2 separate regions of the Pan troglodytes genome follow, and region 2 is linked to region 1. A link is a contact called in public HiChIP or PLAC-seq data. All regions are on one chromosome and are shown on one strand. The core of a region is the stretch at or near the end of the contact, and the rest is flanking DNA. Distances in the headings are between cores, read along the strand shown.

What was found. HiChIP or PLAC-seq counts read pairs in DNA pulled down with a chosen protein or histone mark.
Region 2: a contact with region 1 is called in an H3K4me3 HiChIP or PLAC-seq map of stem cell-derived excitatory neurons, with 5 times the contacts expected there. The contact joins the promoter of LRRC45 here to the promoter of ARHGDIA in region 1. A contact is called at or near these places in 1 of 7 Hi-C or Micro-C datasets (stem cell-derived neural progenitor cells) and 1 of 1 datasets of contacts at active chromatin or transcription factors (stem cell-derived excitatory neurons).

What each region holds. Positions count from the first base shown.
Region 1 is chr19:95,220,783-95,224,296 of NHGRI_mPanTro3-v2.0_pri, forward strand. It overlaps ARHGDIA (Rho GDP dissociation inhibitor alpha), which reads right to left and starts at 1,904. Exons shown (of 6, transcript NM_001246434.1): 1 at 1,865-1,904; 2 at 308-524; 3 at 109-192. The coding sequence starts at 497.
Region 2 is chr19:95,372,752-95,376,265 of NHGRI_mPanTro3-v2.0_pri, forward strand. It overlaps LRRC45 (leucine rich repeat containing 45), which reads left to right and starts at 1,666. Exons shown (of 17, transcript XM_511754.9): 1 at 1,666-2,453; 2 at 2,868-2,929; 3 at 3,283-3,353. The coding sequence starts at 2,234. It overlaps CENPX (centromere protein X), which reads right to left and starts at 1,740. Exons shown (of 3, transcript XM_016930956.3): 1 at 1,416-1,740. The coding sequence starts at 1,740.

The DNA of each region.
Region 1 (3,514 bases), core at 654-3,153:
GGGGCCCCCAGCCCTGCGCGAAGCCCCAGCCCTGCACGGCCCCCTGGCTGCACTTCCCGAGATCCCCACCAGGGGCCGCCCGAACCCCCGCGGCCGCAGGGCACTCACCCGTCAGGTCCAGCTCCAGGGGGCCCGGGGCAGAGCTGCACACCAGGGTCAGGCCAGTCACGACGACGTTGGGGACGTTGGGGTCTGGGGAGTGACAGCAGGTGAGGGCCCCACCCCCACCAGTGGAAGTAGGGGCTGGGGAGCGGCAAGACAGCTGGAGTGAACGGGCGGCCACCCGGCTCCCGCAGCCCAGACTCACCTGCGGAAACGGCCACGCGGCCCAGCAGGGCCTCCTTGTACTTTCGCAGGCTCTCGTCGTCCTTGTCCAGCTCCTGGATCTCCTGGATGCTCTTCTGGGCCGGGGGCTTGTAGTTGACCGAGTGCTCATCCTCCTCGTTCTCCGCTGCAATCTGGGCCAGCTGCTCGGCTGTGGGCTCCTGCTCAGCCATGCTCAAGCTTAGCCTGGGTCGGGACACCTGTGGGCGGGACGGTGACAGGCCTTGGACCTGGATCCCCAACGGAGGCGCACTTCTGAGCAGGAGTGTGGGCTGCAGCCGGAGCTCCAAAAGGGCTCCAAGGGGGCCACCTTCGCTCCTCTCCACCCCCGCGATTCCTGCTCAGGGGCATCCTCTGGGGCAGTGTGAGGTGCCCCCACCCCAGGTATAACATCTAAGACAAAATGGGAACTGCAGCCGATCCTGGGGAGAGAGGACACACCTCCCCCTCCACGATGGAGGAGGCAGCAGCCCCCTGTATGTGTGGGGCGGGGCTAGCAGGCCCCAGAATCAACCGGCAGGGCCCACACTAAACCCTCTCTTAGGGTCTTGCCGCTCTTGAGCTGCCCAGGCCCTCGCCCTACGGGGTAACGGGGCTCGGTATCCCTCAGTAGGGTTGCTCCTCTGGCCGTGGTAGTCACATGTAAACGTGTGTGGTCGGCTCAGCGTCATCTTTCAAACAGGATGCCCCTGGAGCTCGGATGTTAGGGGCAGCTAGAATACCGCATGGGGCCACCTGGAGACGGGGATCCTAAGTATCTCCGGTTTCTCCACAATTGTGAGGGTCTGTGACCTACAACTTGGGAGCTACCACAGCCACTCAGTACTCTCGGGTCCTCTTGTAGATCGTGGGCCCGGAGTGCCCGGGGCAGCACTGACCCGGCAGGGGGTCTGTCAGGCTCAGATCCTTCCCGGCAGCGTGGGAGGTGGGTCAGGGAGCAGCACACCCGGGACACCCAGGCCGGGGTCCAGGCCGCCCTGCTTCCTCCAGGCGCTGGGGCCTCCGCGCCGCGCGAGGATAGCCGTAGGCGCCGGGATCCTAGGGCGCGGCCCGCACTTCCGCAGGGCCCGCAATCCGTGCCGGGCGTGGCCCGGGCGCTGGGGGAGGCCGCGCCCCAATCCCCGCGTCGCCCCCGAACGCGATGGACCGCGGCTGCCGGCCCGGCGCCCCCCGCGTCCCCAGGGAGGGGCCCTGAGGTCTGGCCCGGGCCCCACGCGCCTCGGCGGCCATGAAAGAAGCTCCGGGCCGCTCGGGAGGGGCCGGCACTCCCCTGGTCCCCGCCGCCCCTCCGGCCCGGGACCCGCACGTGTGGCCGGGGCCGCCGCCGCCCGGTCCCGCCCCAGCCCCGCCCTAGCCCGCACCGCCCTGGCCCGCTGTCACCGCGCCCCCGCCCGCCGAGACCCTGCCGCGGGCTCAGGGCGGGGCGCGAACAAAGGCGGAAGCCCCCACCTCAGCGCCCCCCGCCCCCGCCGGCGCCGCCGGTCCCCGCCCCGACCCGCCGCCTCCGCCCCGCCGCCTCCGCCCCGCCACGGCCACTCACCGGAGGGTTCGGCCGCGCGGTTCAGGCTCCCTCCCGCACTAAATGACGAACGTCGTCGGCCGCCCCGCCCGCCCTGCCTGTCACTTCCGGGGTCACGAGACTTCCGCTCACTCGGGCGGGGAAGGCCAGGGCGCATGCGCGGCGCGCGGGTGGCCGGGGGCACGCCGTCGCCATCTTGCGGCCGGGCCTCGTGGGCGCGTTCCGCGTGGGTTCTGGCGTCGTCACCTTCCACCCCAAGCCCCGTCAGTGGTCACCTCTGTAAGCCAGGGCACTTCCCTACGCGAGCCCAGGGCGCCTGCACCCGGGAGGCGAGGTCCGGTCCCGCTTCTCGCCGCAGCCCAACCCGCGCCCACTCGAGGCCTGCGGCGGCCGCGTGGGCTGTGGAAGCCCGCGCAGGTGCAGTGCGCTGCCCTCCCCGGCCCAGTCGGTCCGACTGCGACTCTTGCTTCGGGGCCTAGTCACCTAGTCCCGGGACTTCGGGGAGGTAACGGGCACGGGGATTAAGTTCTCGTTAAACACGGGCGAGAGCGCTGGCGCGCGGGACGTTCCAGGGCCTTGGTGTCCCCCGTGGAAAGACAGGGCTGTGGGGCTAGGAGGAGCCCCTTGCACGCCCCGCGGAAAGCTCGTGGTGGGCGAGGGCGCAGCGGAGGTTTTTTTCTCCAGGCTGAGACAGAATTCGTGCGCCGCACGCGTGGCTGCCTGGCGCAGGCACCGCTGCAGGGACCCTTGTGTCCCTGAGGAATCCCGCGGCTCCTCAGGACCAGGAGGCAGGGAGCTCCTGGCACCGTGAGCAGATGAGGGGCTGCCTCAGCCTGGGCTTCACCGCAGACGCCCTGTTCCCCACTCCACTTGTTCCGAGATTTCACACATTCGCCCATAAGGGCCGTGTTGAAGTATCAGGAACGGCCGCATAACGTGAGTGGCCTGGCCCAGCAGCAGTGTTCGCACTCAGCCCTGGGCTCGCCTCTCCTGGAGGCCGAGCCCCTAAATGCCCTGCACCAGACACTGGGTGGGACGCTGCCCCTCGTCCAGCCTGCAGCACTTGTTAGGACTGTGGACTCGTTAACGTGGACGCCTCTTTTATTTATTGATTGATTATTTTTTTGAGACGTAGTCTCAGTGTCGCCCAGGCTTGAGTACAATGGCACAATCTCGGCTCACTGCAACCTCCACCTTTCAGGTTCAAGCGATTCTCCTGCCTCAGCCTCCAGAGTAGTTAGGATTACAAGTGTGAGCCAACATGCCCAGCTAATTTTTGTATTTTTAGTAGCGACAGGGTTTCACCATGTTGGCCAAGCTGGTCTCGAATTCCTGACCTCAGGTGATCCACCCAGCTCAGCCTCCCAAAGCGCTGGGATTACAGGCATGAGCCACCGGGGTGCCCAATCTTTTTTTTTTTTTTTTCTTCAAGGCAGGGTCTTGCTCTTTTGCCCAGGCTGGAGTGCAGTGGTACAATCTCAGCTTACTGCTGCCTCGATCTCCTGGGCTCAAGCAGTCCTTCCACCTCAGCCTCCCGAGTAGCTGGGACTACAGGTGTGCAACACCATGTCCAGCTAATTTTTTATTTTTTGTACAGACAGGGTCTCACTATGTTGCCCAGGCTGGTCTTGAACCCCTGAGCTCAAGCGATCCTCCTGCCTCAGCCTCCCA
Region 2 (3,514 bases), core at 416-2,915, 150 kb after region 1:
ACTGCTGCCCCAGGCCTTGGAAGGAAGACCACGCCAGAGAGTGGCGGATGCCAGGGCTGCCTCGACAATCCAAGGGGCTTCCCCGTACATTGGCAGTGGCCTCGGAAGGCAGGCCCAGCACTGGGGCGGTTGTGGGGGGTGCCTAGGACACAGCCAGCTTTGCCCCATGACGTGGGCGCCACGCCAGGGCTACAGGCCCCCCACTCCCCGTCATCCTCACGCTCATTCTCTGCAATGACCACAACTCCAGCTCTGGCCAGAGCCCTTAGGTCTCTAGTTGGCAGGTGGGCTTGATAGAACACATGACCTCCTGGGGTGTGTACCCAGTGCCCCGTCTCCGGCAGTGGCCTTTCGGCTACTTTAACCTGGTGTTCTCACAACCACCCAGTGAGGTGGCCCAAGCCTCAGTGACTTTCTCTTTCTGAATTCTGGCAAGAATCTTCAGCAACTCCACCACCAGAGCTCCCCACACCGACACCCCCCGCCCCCCACGCCTGCTGCCTTGGGTGATAAAGAAGGACCTGATGCAGGAGAAACAGAATTCTCCCTGCTTCTACAGGGCTGAAGTCCTCTCTCCAGGATGGGTTCACAAGGGCCTGAGACCCTCCCTTCCCAGGCCACAGAGGCCCACGAGGCCCTGCTGACATCGAGGAAGCTCGGTGCCCCAACCTTCAGGTAGAGCAGTAGAAAGGTTCAGAAACCACTCTGCCTGCACCGATGGGGTCCTCTGCACATGGTACCCCCAGAGAGCTCCACTTCCAGGAACAGGGAAGAGCAGGGCACGCCCTCCAGCCTGGGCGGATCCTGGCTCAGACGGCCTAGGTCTGACCCTAGCCCTGCTGAGTCACTTAACGCCCCCGTGCCTCAGTTTCTCCACTGGCAGGTGGGGTTAATCCATGTCAAGTGTGTGTAACGTGGAGCACCGAAGAAACCACGCGTTCCTAGCCCAGTGCTGGCGCCCACCGGGGAGCTAACAAAAGGGAAACCACTGTGCCTGGCGGCTGGGGTAGGTCCTGCCGGCTCCTCGGGCTGGACGATCTCACTGTCCCCGTCCTGGGGCCTGATCTCCCCTTAACAAAAGACCCCAGGCTCAGGGTGCAGGGCGGCGGCCCAGCTCCTCCTCTCTCTTCGCCGGCTTGGACTCTGCCGTGACGGCGCCCACCCCTGCCTGTTTCTGCAGACCCTCTCCACCTTCCCGCAGCCCCGGCTGCTCCACGCCGCCTCCTATCAGCTGCGAGACACCAGCCCAGGAGGGCGCGGGGCGCGCGGCCCGGCCGGAGATGGAGTCCGAGAACGGGCCCAACCTCAAAGGCACAGGGGGCGGCGCGGGGGCTGGCGTCTGGCCCTCACGGTGTCACGCGTGAGGTCGGGACGGAGCGTCCGCGTCTGCCTAGCCCCTGCCCGCCGGCCCTCACCTTCCGGAAGCCGGATCCAGCTCCAGCTCCCTCCATGACCGCAGCCTCCACGCGCGCCCACCGGAACCCCGCCCCGCGCCTCCAGCCAATGAGACCGGAGCGCGCCCCCGGAGCCCCGCCCCGCGCCCCTAGCCAATGAGTCCGAAGCGCCTGCTCTCGGAGCCCCGCCCCCACGTCTCAGCCAATGAGCCCGGAGCGCGCCCTCCAGCAGCCCCTCCCTCACGTCCCTCAGCCAATGAACCTGGAACGCGCCCTCCCGGGGCACCACCCTCACGACCCTCAGCCAATGAGCCCGGAGCATGCCCTCCCTGGGCCCCACCCTCATGCCCCTAGCCAATGAACCTGCAGCGCGCTGCCCCCTCTCAGCTTGCGGCCCGAAAGGCGCGCCAGTTCCTTTGTTCTCATTGGCCCGCACCAAGCGCTTCCTGCGCAGAGCCTGCTAGGAGTTGTAGTTCCAGCGGCCTCTCCCGGCGCGCCTTGTTCTTCCTGGATACTGAGGCCCCGACGCGGCTGTCGCGAGGGCGGGGGTCGGGGCTGCAGGCGGGGCAGGGTTGGGTGGGGGCGCGCGACGCACCTGCCTGCTTCCTGCACGGGTGGTCCCCAAGCACTGCGGGGCCCCAGCCCAAAGCGGACCTTGACTACCGCCCAGCCCCGCGCTCCCAGGACCTCCCGCCCGCGGAGCCCACTCGGATTGCTCTTCGCCCGGGTCGGCGGAGGCCGCGTCTCCTGTACCCGGCGCTGGGACTTCTCCGCACCGCGCGGCTCCCTTTCAGCAGCTGCGGGAGCATGCGGAGGAGGCCCTGCCGGCCCCGCGGGTCATGGAGGAGTTCCGGCGCTCCTACAGCCGCCTGTGCAGGGAGAGTGGGGCCGAGCCCCAGGAGGCTGTCCTGCAGCAGCTGCACCAGCTTCCCAGGGGCCGGCTGGACCTGGCCACGCAAAGCCTGACGGTGGAGACCTGCAGGGCCCTGGGCAAGCTGCTGCCGAGGGAGACGCTGTGCACGGAGCTGGTCCTGAGTGACTGCATGCTCAGCGAGGAAGGTGGGCAGGCGCGGCGGGGTGGATCCCTCTGCTCCTTAGCTGCCCACACCATTGCCTCGGCAGCCCGAGGTCGCTTCCTCTCCAGGCTCTCCAATTTCTGTGCCGTAGTTAAAGCAAGCAGGGGCGCCCCTTCCTGCACCTGGGAGTAGAGGGCAGTTCCTCTGTATGACGGAGGAGAGGCCTTAACATTCGCGGTCTTACCTGGTTCCCCGCCTGCTGAGCCGGCTTGGTGCCTGGCAGGGGCTGCAAGTGTTTCAAACATGACTTCACAACGAGACTCTTGGCCAGTGCCAACCCAGACCACCGGGACAGTTTTCCCTTCCTGGGTCTAGGGAGCTGCCCTGAAAAGGGGCCCACGGGGAGGGCCTTGGGGTCAGCAGGGGCAGAGAGTGACCGCCGGCCCCCCTTACACAGGGGCCACACTGCTGCTCCGAGGCCTGTGTGCCAACACCGTGCTGCGCTTTCTGGACTTAAAGGTGAGATACCTGCACTCTTGAGTGTCCGAGTGTGCCACCCAAGGGCAAGAGGAGAGGTGGAAGATGCCAGGTCTCGGGGGCCTGGGGTCTGGGCAGGTGGCTGGAAGCTGTCTGTGAGTCCCCAGGCCGTTCTCTGATGGCCTCCTGTGTGTGACCATCTCCAGAGCAAGAGTTCACATTGGCAAACAAGCCGGCCCTTGGAAGCCCCCTGAAGACAGGGAGCCCAGGAGCTGAGGAAGGCTGCAGGGTGCACCCCAGGCTTGTCCCCTGGCTGACCAAGGCCCTTGGGGCATGGGCGGGAATTCAGAGCCAGTCAGGGCACCAGAGTGACTACCGGCCTGTTTCTTTCCTAGGGCAACAACCTTCGGGCCGCAGGGGCCAAGGCTCTGGGAAAACTCCTCCAACAGAACAAGTCCATTCAGAGGTGGGTGGTGGTCCCGACCCCAGGCCCTGTCTCTGTGTGGTTGAGGATTGGCCCCAGAGCACATGCTTCTGCAGCCCAAGAGTTCCCCATTGCCAGGTGCCCATGTTTCACATACGTTGGCAGGGGTAGGCAGAGGCTCCGGCCCATCAGACCCCAAGCCC